Regions from separate parts of the Macaca mulatta genome. Here region 1 is linked to region 2. The links are chromatin contacts, called in public Hi-C maps. All regions are on one chromosome and are shown on one strand. The core of a region is the stretch at or near the end of the contact, and the rest is flanking DNA. Distances in the headings are between cores, read along the strand shown.

What was found. A called contact is a pair of places that touch in the nucleus more often than the background predicts.
Region 1: a contact with region 2 is called in a Hi-C map of round spermatid, with 3 times the contacts expected there. The contact joins two enhancer-like sites. A contact is called at or near these places in 6 of 14 Hi-C or Micro-C datasets (cortical neurons, fetal cortex germinal zone, fetal cortical plate and 3 more).

Annotation. Positions count from the first base shown.
Region 1 is chr11:4,917,205-4,922,930 of T2T-MMU8v2.0, reverse strand. No RefSeq gene overlaps it. Among named protein-coding and RNA genes, the nearest start is that of PARP11, 180 kb to the right of the region's middle. Within about 2 kb of position 1,715, at least 20 of the 40 cell types and tissues checked have an H3K27ac peak or open chromatin away from gene starts, as enhancers often do.
Region 2 is chr11:4,765,213-4,770,893 of T2T-MMU8v2.0, reverse strand. No RefSeq gene overlaps it. Among named protein-coding and RNA genes, the nearest start is that of PARP11, 32 kb to the right of the region's middle. Within about 2 kb of position 1,748, at least 37 of the 40 cell types and tissues checked have an H3K27ac peak or open chromatin away from gene starts, as enhancers often do.

The DNA.
Region 1 (5,726 bases), core at 466-2,965, 150 kb before region 2:
AGTGACTTGCCCAAGGTCACACCCCTGTGTTAGCAGCACAGTGCAATGCTCTTTTTCACCAAACCACACTTTTCACACACACAAGTAGCCAGTGTTTCAATGTTCTCTTGATTCAGAGTTTCACTCTGACTGGATTTCAAAGCCCTTCAAAGGAGGGAGGGTGGTGCCTGCCTTATCTTTCAAAGATTCCCAAGCAGAGATTCTACAGCATCTTTTCGGTCAACTCTTTTTTTTTTTTTTTTTTTAAGACGGAGTCTCACTATTGTCACCCAGGCTGGAGTGCAATGGCGCAACCTCGGCTCACTGCAACCTCCGCCTCCCAGGTTCAAGCGATTCTCCTGCCTCAGCTTCCCGAGTAGCTGGGATTACAGGCAGTTGCCACCACGCCCGGCTAATTTTCTTCTATTCTTAGGAGAGACGGGATTTCACCATGTCGGCCAAGCTGGTCTCGAACTCCTGACCTCAGGTAGTCCACCCACCTCGGCCTCCCAAAGCGCTAGGGCACCCGGCCTCCGGTCAATTCTTATAATTTGCTGCCACAATCGGCTAATCTGGTCTTCACAGTATTGTATCCCCATTACCAAGAGTGCCTAAGCTATTAACTCACCAGTAACAGGTGCCAAATAGCCTCTTCTTTTGCACAAGATGTTCATTTAAAATCAAATTGCACGTAAATCCCTCCAGTCCCAACTCATTTCCCTCAGCCCTCGGCCTTTTTTGGTCTTCTTTCCCCTTGATGTTCCCAATCCTGCCTACTGAACGTCTCTAAGATGACGTTGGGGGGGTGAAGCTGGGTGGCCTGGGGGAGCAGCTATGGAGTCGTGCTGGAGCAGGCGGGCAAGTAACAGGGCTTTATCCACCCCGAGCCCACAGGCCCCAGGAAGGGGTACCGCGATCGCCTGATGTCACTACACTCAGGGATTCTTCCAGATCGACTCCCTTATTTTACAGATGGGGAAACTGAGGCCGGGAGTGCAGATGGGGCTTGCCCAAGAATGCTAGTAAGACTAAGCTGGGGGAATACGCCGTTTCCACACTCCCAGGCCAGTTCTCTTCCTCTACTGTCCGCCTTTCCCTTCGCCAATGAGGAAACTGAAGCTTAGGGAGGTGGAGAGATGACCTAGGACCTCACGGCTTCCCCAGACCGGGTCCAGGACCAGAAGCGCGGAGAGAGGGGAGAAAGGGAGGCCGGGACTGGGCATGCCCAACATCGGGGAGATGCGGCGCACAACTCCAGGGGGCACTGCTCGCCCCGCAGTCTACGCGCCCCCGGGCCCTTTGTGCCCTGCTGAAGTTGGGGAGAGGGCGCGGGGACGAAAGGGCAGGTGCCCTGACCCTCCAGAAAACCTGCCCTACGGGGCCGCCCGGAGTCAGGGAGACCTGGCCCCTGGCACTGCCCACGGCCTCTCCTCCGGGAAGCGGGGGACGGGGTCCGAATGCCTTTCCCCATTCAGCGGGATTATCCCTTTTGAATTGTTAAAAAAAAAAAAAAATGCTGCAGCTAGCGAACCCTGCCTGACAACACCAAAGGAATTTTTCCCAGGGATCGGCCGAAAGCTGACTCACATTTAAAGACTTGCCCGAAGTGGTCATGCCCCTCTGAGCAAATACCACAGGCATGCGAGCACGCGTCCGCGGCCCCCTGGCGGCGCGGCCTCCCGGCGCGGACGGCGATTGGAGCAGCGCCGCCCCGCTTCTCCCGCGCGCAGCCAATCGCAGCGCCGCGCCGCCGGGTTGCTAGCCGGGCCGCCGGGCGCGGGGAGGCGCGGGCGGGGAGCTGTCCCTGCTCGTTTCCTGGCCCTGGGCGGGGGCGCGGCGGGCGGGAGGTTCAGGCTGTGGGTTTCGGCGAGCGGGGCCTGGGAGGGAACGCCAAGGAAAGGGCCGAGGCACCTACGCCGCAGGCCCTTTGAGCCCCGAGGTTCCTCCCCGGAATGTGCGCGGTGCGGAGAGGCGCTCGGCCTGGGCCCGGGCGTGGAGGCGCATTGGTGCGCATCTTCCCCGGACCGCGGGAGCCTGGCCTGCGAGCCACCCTCGCCTGCCTCGAGACTCCGACTCCCAGCAGTCATCTCCTGGCTACCCCACCATTGCAGAAGGCAGCGTGGGGTGGGAGGGGGCACGGGCTCATAAATCGCGAAAGAGGAGTCAGAGACCCCAGTTCACAACTACGTGACAACCAGATTAACGTGCGATCCTGGCCAAGGCTCCTCACAATTGTAGTTCTTGTGTTTTTGGTTTTGTTCTCGTGTTTCAAATGAGAGATTTGAGCCCGATCGTTAAAGTTCTTGGTGCTAAGCTTCAGGTTCTTGGAAGAACTGAGATCCAGTTCTTATACGTCAGCCCCCAAAAACTTTCCACGCAGCAGCGCAAGTGCTTTTCTCAACGTGTGGACGGCATTATGTCATTCCTCTCCTTAGAACCTCTGAGAATCTCTGTCCCTCTCCATCCAGCTTTACCCCAGTGGTCTTTCCGGGCTGCTTGAAATTACTACCGCTCTCCCCCAGCTTGTTCCCGCCTCAGGCCTTTGCGCGTGCTGTTCCCTTCCCTGTCTCTTGGCCAGTTCCTAACTCATCCTTCAGGTCTCCGCATGAATGGCACTTTACTAGTGGAACCCTCCCTGTGCCCCAATCTGAATGAGATCCCATGCTACTCCCACGTGGCACCCTGCGGTTTTCCGCCATACCTATATTCAAAGCTGTAATTTTCTAATTTTATTTGCTTGCTATCTCTTCCACTAGAAAGAACAGAGGCCTCTTCTGTTTTGTACCCCGTCCTCAGGACAGTTAAATTATCCCCAGGTAAGTAAAGAATTATCATACCCATTTAACAGATAAGGTTGTGGAAGTTCACAGAAGTTAGATAACTTACCTAGGTTCAAATAGCCAAAGGTGTTAGACTCTCTCTCTCTGGTCTTCTGCTTCTGTCAGGAAATTGGATTATAAAATAATAGCCTTCCAAGAAATAGCAAATAAATTGCTAGAACAGATGGCTTTAGCACTTTCGATGCTGTGGTTTTGCCCCTGCCCTTCAGGACTCTTTACATACCAAGGAAAGTTCCATTCATTTATTCATTCAACAAATATTTATGGTGCACCTGTTATAAGCTAAGCAGCACAATCGTAAGCAAGAGATTTCCCTTCCAGAACCCAGAGAACAGTAGCTACACAGTACGGCCTTTTCTACCATGGAGCAGTATCCAAAGTGTCCATTTAGCTAAAAACTTTGGTCATCTTTTATGATATTTTGTTTATTTTGGTGTCTGTTCTGATATGTGGTAGGCTTAGCCTACCATATATATGTATATATAGATGTATACCTACCATATGTGTGTGTGTAAATGTATATACATGCACACATACTTTTTTTTTTGTTGCCCAGGCTGGAGTGGTGGTCACCATCATGGCTCACTGCAGCCTCGACCTCCCTGGACACAAGTGATATTCCCACCTCAGCCTCCCGAGTAGCTGGGACTACGGGTGCACCCCACCACACCTGGCTAATTTTTGTATTTTTTTCTAGACACGAGGTTTTGCCGTGTTGTCCAGGCTGACCTCGAACTCCTGGGCTCAAGTGATCCTCCCACCTCAGTCTCCCACAGTGCAGGCATTGCACGTGTGAGCCACCATGCCCAGCTGCCTGCATTTTTTATTGGACTAAAAAATGCATCCCCAAACCTGGCCAAAAATTAAATTTCTTTTAAAATTTATACTGCAGTTAGGCTGTTACACCTGTAATCCGGGCACTTTGGGAGGCTGAGGCGGGCAGATCACCTGAGATCAGGAGTTTGAGACCAGCCTGACCAACATGGAGAAACACCATCTCTACTAAAAATACAAAATTAGCCGGGCGTGGTGGCGCATACCTGTAATCCCAGCTACTTGGGAGGTTGAGGCAAGAGAATCACTTGAACCCGAGAGGCAGAGGCTGCAGTGAGTCGAGATCGTCCCACTGCACTCCAGCCTGGGCGACAAGAGCGAAACTCTGTCTAATAAATAAATAAATAATTAAAATTTATACTACTGTTTATTTGAATTACCAGTGTGATCTGGGTGCCGATCATAGTTCTCTCTAAAGGAAGATGCTAAGGCAGGGAAGCTTTACTCATGGCAAGAAACTTTTCTAGGTATTATCCCCTCAGCTGTGATTCAGAAGCTGGCCTGCCTTCAGCCTTACGGGTCCTGCGTATTCCCTCCCATTCGCTCTTGCCCCTCTAGCAAGTCACTGTCCTTCCAAGCCCCACCCTCCTCATCTGGCCTGAATGCTTTCTAGCAATGAAGAACATATGAAATGAAGAATTCCCTCACTTATTCAGGAAATATTTACTGGTCATCTCCTGTGCGCTAGGCATCTTTCCAGTACCGGGACTACCATGGGAGCAAAACTTGTTGTGGTCACTGTCCTCAAAAAACTTACTCTCCGATAAGGAAAACCATCAGTCTATCCAATTAAACAACCACCAATCTAGCAATCACACATTCGCACATAATCACGCGCTGAACTAAGTGCTATGGGTGAGTGCATCCGTGTGCGAAAACCTTGTGGTAGGAGGGACCTTGCATTCAAGGAACCAGAGAAAGCCTCGCTGGAGACAGAGAGAAGGAAAGGAAAAGAGGAGGCCAACCAATCGGGAAGAGCTCCGGAGAACATGAGGACTTTGGTATCGATCCTAAGAGCAATGGGAAACCATTGGGAGGTTTTAAGATGAGGATTTTATGTTCTAGTTTTTACTCTAGAAATATCATTAGCTGAGGCATGGGGCATGAATTAAGTGAGGTGGGGAGAGGGGAGGAAGAGTGGAAGTGAGAAGACAATATCAGAGGTGATGGAAAACTGGATTATAGTGATGATAGTGGAGAAGAGCGAGTCATCAGATTGAAGAGAATTCATCCATACTGAACTGTCTTCAAAGCTCAGTTTTCTCTTCCCCAACACATTTTCTCCCAGTAAAACGTGCATACCAGATTGTAAATTCCAGCTTGTTCCAAGTCTACCAACACTTGGCCTGGTTGTGTTTGCTGTGCTTGCTCTCCTTCATTCTGGAATACTGGCAGAGTGGATGTGGATGCTGACCCACAGAACTGTAGGGTCTCCTACGTGTGTCTGTATCTTCCTGTCTTCTCTCCCTTCCCGTGACTCAATCCACCATCCCTGTCCTTACCTCCTTGGGCCACCTTTTGAGCATGTCCTGGCCTTTCCGTGGGACTGGCTCCAGGAGAGGGATTGCTCTTGGTGCCTGTGGCTCCCCATGTGGTTCCACAGTGGAGGTTCAGAGCCCACAGTATGGACTCTGTGGGCAAAGCCTGCAGTGTGGACTCTGGGCAAAGCTGGTGGGGAGGGTGTGGCCAGCATGAGGCCCCATTTCATTTCAGTACTGTCCATCACTGCTTGCAGGACCTGGGACAGTCTTGCCCCCCTCCTGCATATTATTCCATGTGAGCCCTGGAAATGTCACTGGCCTGTTTCACTTTCAGTTTCCTGATACAAATACACACCTGCGCGTGCACACACACACACACACACACACACACACACACACCCCATGTGGCTGCTTTGGGCTGTGGTGCAGCAGGGATGCATCAACTGCTCCTTCAGGTCACCCATATGGGAAATGAGCCTTGTATAACTGAGAAATGTGTGCTTTTCAATATTTTGCAAAGCTGCCTGCCCTTAAAAAATCCAGTCTTTTCATTGAACTCCTCTACTGAGCTTTGAGGGAGGGTGTCTCCACC
Region 2 (5,681 bases), core at 499-2,998:
TATGTATACCTATGTATATGTATATGCAAATTTAGGTTGTAATTAACAGTGGCACTTCAAAGTAGTGAGGAAAGAATGGATTATTCAATAAATGACATGGGGGCAATTAGTTAACCATTTGGCAAAAATAATCTCTTATTAAACGATCTTATTTCCAAGAGTTAATTCCAAGGAAGTAAATGGACAAATGTGAAGAAATGCCTGTTGAAGCACTTTTTTTGGAATAGTGAAAAATAGAAAACCACACAAATGTATACTCAGTAGATTATTTCAAATGTGTGTGTGTATTTGTGTGTACATAGTATACACAGAAATTATGGAATGCCATAAGTCTGCTTTAAAATATGGCCAGGTGCAAGATGGCTCACACTTGTAATCCCAGCACTTTGGGAGGCCCAGGCAGGTAGATCACCTGGGGTCAGGAGTTCGAGACCGGCCTTGCCAACATGGCAAAAACCCGTCTTTACTAAAAATACAAAAATTAGCTGGACGTGGTGGCGCACGCCTGTAATCCCAGCTACTCAGGAGCCTGAGGCACAGGAATCGCTTGAACTCGGGAGGCGGAGGTTGCAGTGAGCCAAGATGGCGCCACTGCACTCCAGTCTGGGCAACAGAGGGAGGTTCTGCGTAAATAAATAAATAAATAAATAAATGATGAAATAGATTTAAACTTAATGGAATGGAAGGATATCCACATAATCTTTAAAGTGAAAAAAAATCAGGTTCTAAATCTATAGGTATTCTTTGATCATATTTATTTTTTCAATGTGTAGAGGCATAGAAAAGTCCAGAAGGATCTATAATGAGCTGTTTTGTTTTCATTTTCTATGGGGTAGATCCTTTATTGCATGGAAGATTATTTCACTCTGTTAGCTCTTTTTACATCAGTAGGAATACATCCTCATGGTTTTAAACTTCTTGACACTCTACCCTAGGTAAATATGCTCGGATAGAACTCTCTATTCACCAGATTACCTATAAATCATATTGCACTTTTTAACTTTTCTAAATTACTTACTTTTTGCTTTCTCTTCTAGATTATAAAATTCGTGAGGGCAGGGACCGTATGTAAAGGTTCCCTTGTGAGCAAATAACCTTCACTTATTGAACTCTGTGTACCAAATACTGTGCTAAATGCTTTCAATAATCTCACTCTTAGGGAGATACTACTACCATCTCCATTTTGAGGATGAAGATATTGAAAGATCATGAAGTTTCCCCCAAATGCCATCGCCAGGCCTGTGTGACTCTTGGCCGTTACACGGTGATCAATAAAAATCTGTTTCATAGGAAAGAAATACAGCCAGCCGTGGCTTTAAGATCACTGGGTGCTGTAGTTGGACCAGAAACCCTTTAAACTCCTTCATAAGACAGATACTCGCAAGCCCCGCCCAGGACGACCGCCCGCGCGCGTACGGATAAGCGTGCAGGGGCGGGGTGAGCTTGTGGGAGTGGGGCGGGGACAGCTCTGATTGGCCAGCGTCGGGCGGAAGTCGGGAGGTTGGGTGGTCTGTAAACGCTGGCTTGTGACAGGGAGGGGGAGAAGGAAGGCCTTCGTAAAGGTTTCCTCTCCGTCCCTTCGCTCCCGGGGACCCGCGGAAAAAAAAAAAAATCCAACACCAGGCCCCGCGGCTAGCCCCTTCCCACAGCCTCTCTCCGCTCGATTTTGTCACTGTTATGTGGGAAGCGAATCCGGTGAGTAGCCGGGCGGGACGGGGCGGGCCCAGTGGGCGGGGTTGATGAGCGAGGGGCGGGAAGGGGCCACCGGAACTGCTTCCCCGCGCTGGCTTCAGTCCGGGTGTTGAGTTCCGGGACCGGAGTGCCAGGGCCTTTTGGCTTCTGCAACCTCTACCTTTTTCAGCAGTGGAAGTGCCTCGGTGGATTCTCCAATGCGTTATTGTTTTCTTGTCACAGTTATTTATTTTACTTCCTGTGATGTTTCAGCCTCATGCCTTCACCGTTTTTTGTTGTTGTTGTTGTTTTTGAGACGGAGTCTCGCACTGTCGCCCAGGCTGGAGTGCAGTGGCGCGATCTCGGCTCACCGCAACCTCCGTCTCCCGGGTTCAAGCGATTCTCGTGCCTCAGCCTCCCGACTCTCTTCACTGTTTTTTGAAACTTTGTGTTTTGCTTTCTAATTGGAGTAACTGGCCTTGGAACCTGTAGTCAGTCATTTGCCTCAGGTTTACCTGCCAGTCCCATCCGTCTAAAGCAAGGGAATTCGACCCCCTTGTCTTGAATGGGCCTAAGAGGAGCCGTCAGTTCTTCTTTTCCCTTCTTGGTGGACAGCCGTTTAAAACTTGGAGTATGGACTGTTATGTTCTTAGATGTTTTCGTTCAGTGGACAAAGTGATGATCTGGGACATTTCAACTGCAAGTCTGCCTTCTTCCTTGGTTGACTCTGGTATTTTCATTGTGACTTCATGTATTTTTGTCTACTTTGCTTTTATACATTTATTTATTTAAAGTGCAACGTAGGGACGGAAAAGTGTAATACCTTTCCTTACCACCCATTGTAAGGATCACAGCCACCGCTCCTTGAAACAGAAGATAGGTTAACAAGGTAAAGCATAGCAGATCTAATCAAAGTTTTACGCCACCCGGCACTTCAGAGACCAGGGAGATCTCTGTTTTTATGCGTAGGACCCATGAGGCATAGACAACTGTATAAAAATGTGAGCGGACAAAGGATATACTCTCATGTTAATAAACTGAGGGAGGAAACCCAGCAAGGCCTGTTTGTTCAGATTCTTCTTGACCTCTCTGTGTATCATTTCTTCCTCCTACAGAGGAGGAAGGACCCTTCTGGAATGAGGGTCTTAGCGACCTGCTATCAGGCAAGGTAGGTTAGAGAATTTCTTTATGGCCAGTTCCTACAGAGAAGGGCAGGGAAAGGTTACAGTAATAGTTCCAGTTTTTATGGCTTGCTTTGTAGGAGAGGGATTCTAGTTTCTATCACTCACCTTGGGGAAGAAGAATTCTGGTTTCTGTGACTCACTTCAGGGGCGAAAGATGGGCAGGAGACAGAAGGGTAAGAGAAGATCAGAGGGAGACTTTGCTTCCGAGGCTGCTGCTGAGGCCTTCCAATCTCTTTTAGTTCGAAGTACTCAGCATGCCAAAGTGTCATACTTCTGGGTAGCATTTTCTGAGCCCCAACACAACCCTCAGAGAGTGGGATCTATTTGCCAAGAGTATTCTTCTGTTGTTATGGTTGAAACTGCCTGGTAAGATGGCAGATGTACGGTATTTACAACTTAGGAGTTGACTGGAAAAATGACAGAATCATATTTCAGCAGGTTGTTGGACTAAATACAGTCATGCGCCTCTTAACAATGGGGATACGTTCTGAGAAATTGGTTGTTGGGTAATTTTTTCATTGTGCGAACATCATAGAGTGAACTTTTATAAGCCTACTACACACCTAAGGCTATATGGAATAGTCTATTGCTCTTAACCTAGAAATCTGTACAGCATATTATTGTACTGAGTACTGTAGGCATTTGTAACACAATGGAAAGTATTTATGTATCTAAACATAGAAAAGGTACAGTAAAATAAAGTATTATAATCTTTCTGTTGTATATGCAATCCATGGTTGACTGAAAGCTTTTATGCAATGCATAATTGTATATGAAACATACGAAACTACCCCATGCTGAGATAACTGCGTAAATTTACTTTAATGACCCCTAATTTCCATATTTGCAATAATTTCCTATAATCAGTATTCTTCCCCTCTCATTTCTGTAATATATTTCCAGATAAGTTAGAAAGTTTATCAGTACATTTCCCTAAGTTTTCAAGTTAAGTTTTTATCCAGTAGAAACTAGTCTGTTAGTCTGGATTTGTTGGTTGCACATTATGATTCCTTCTTGTGCATCATATAACAATAGTCATCATCTTAGTATTTTTGACTCATACATATAATACTCTCATCAAGCCACATTAGAGGAAAGTAATTACTTGTATTTGATTTTAGCAAAAATAATTTAGAATAATGAGAATGCACTCTCTGCTTATATATTCAGTTTCACTCTCTGTCATCAGCAGCCTTCATTTTGTATTTATATCTGTGTATATCTTTATGTAACTATATGCTCCATTTTTGTTATCAGTCCTTAAATTTTCCATAACAAACCCTTTAGCCACCCAAGTATGTGTCTTACTCAGAGTTTTAAATCTTTCACTATATTGTAAGCTCCATATGGACAGGGATTTTTCTCTGTTATTTTTCCTATAGTATCTTCAACTAGAGAACAGAGCCTGACACATAGTAGGCACTCAATAAATATTTGTTGAATTCATGATGGTGGTTGCATGAGCATGGACCAGAGATAATTCTTTGCTCCTACTATGAATTTTCCCTCCTCCGTCACACATACATCAGAATTTGCTATTGGATTATTTGTGTGTTTGTGAGAATTATAAAGGCATTAATGAATGTCTTATATACTTGGTTTGTTATATCATTATCTCATTTCTTTGTAAGAAATGGGTTTTCTTTGAAATCACCCGTGTGATTTTGCTTAATTTCAGCAGAGCAGGCCGACTTTTGTTAAAAGTGGGGAACCCTCCACAGATCCTCCCACATTCTTCTTTTGTCACCCAAATAAGACATATTTGTCTTATTGCTACTGTATTTTGTTACTACTAATAGTTTTTCTTCCTATGAGCATATGAGTGCTATTGATAAGCACAATTTGGTTTTAAAAATCAACATTCTACATGTGGGTTTCTCTAGTAATTTGTTAGTTTATTTTAGTTTCACTTTCCTGGTTTCACTTACCACAATTTCAGTTACCAGAAGTCAGCTGCAGTCTGAAAATATGAAATGGAAAATTCCGGAAATGAACAATGAATAACTTTTAAGTTGCATACTGTACTGTGTAGTGTGATAAAATCTCATGCCATTGTACTCCATCCTGCCTGGGGCCATGAATCATGCCTTTGTCCAGCATATCCACACTGCATATACTTTACCTGCCTGCTGGTCATATAATAACATATAATGGCACTCACTTATTTATTGAGCACGTATTGCAAGCTAGTTGGTGCGAAGTCCCAGGGATTACAGTGGTGAACAGAACAGACTAGGTCCCAGCCTTTATGGGTTTGCAGTCTGGTGCAGGCAGGCAGACATTAAACAAATAATTACGCAGATAACATTTAATGTGATAAAAAGATATGAAAGAAAAAGAGTACTGTGACAGTGTAGGGGGAGCTGGTACTAGAGTGGGCAATCAGGAAAGGCCACCCTGTGAAAGTAACTTTTATAGAGATCTGAAGGATTGAGCAAGCATTAGCTAGGTAAAGGTTGGCTGGAAGGTAGGGAGAGCTGTTCAGACAGCAGAGATAGTGTGAGCAAAGATCCTGAGGCAGAAAGGAGCTTGGTGCTTGAGAAAAAGAGAGAAGCCTATGTGACTGGGACACAGTGTGCCAGAAGACAAGCCCAGGAGGTGGGAACCAGGCCATGCATGGATTTGTGGCACATGATTAATATTTTAAACTTTATCCTTAGAGGAGTGGTAGCACATTGAAGGAAGTGTCATGAACATATTTATGTTTTTAAAAAGATTACTCTGGCTGCTGTGTAGAAAATGAGTTTATGTATTAGAAAATATAGTAGACATAATAATGGCCTCCCAAAGATAACCACATCTTAATACCCAGAATCTGTGAATATG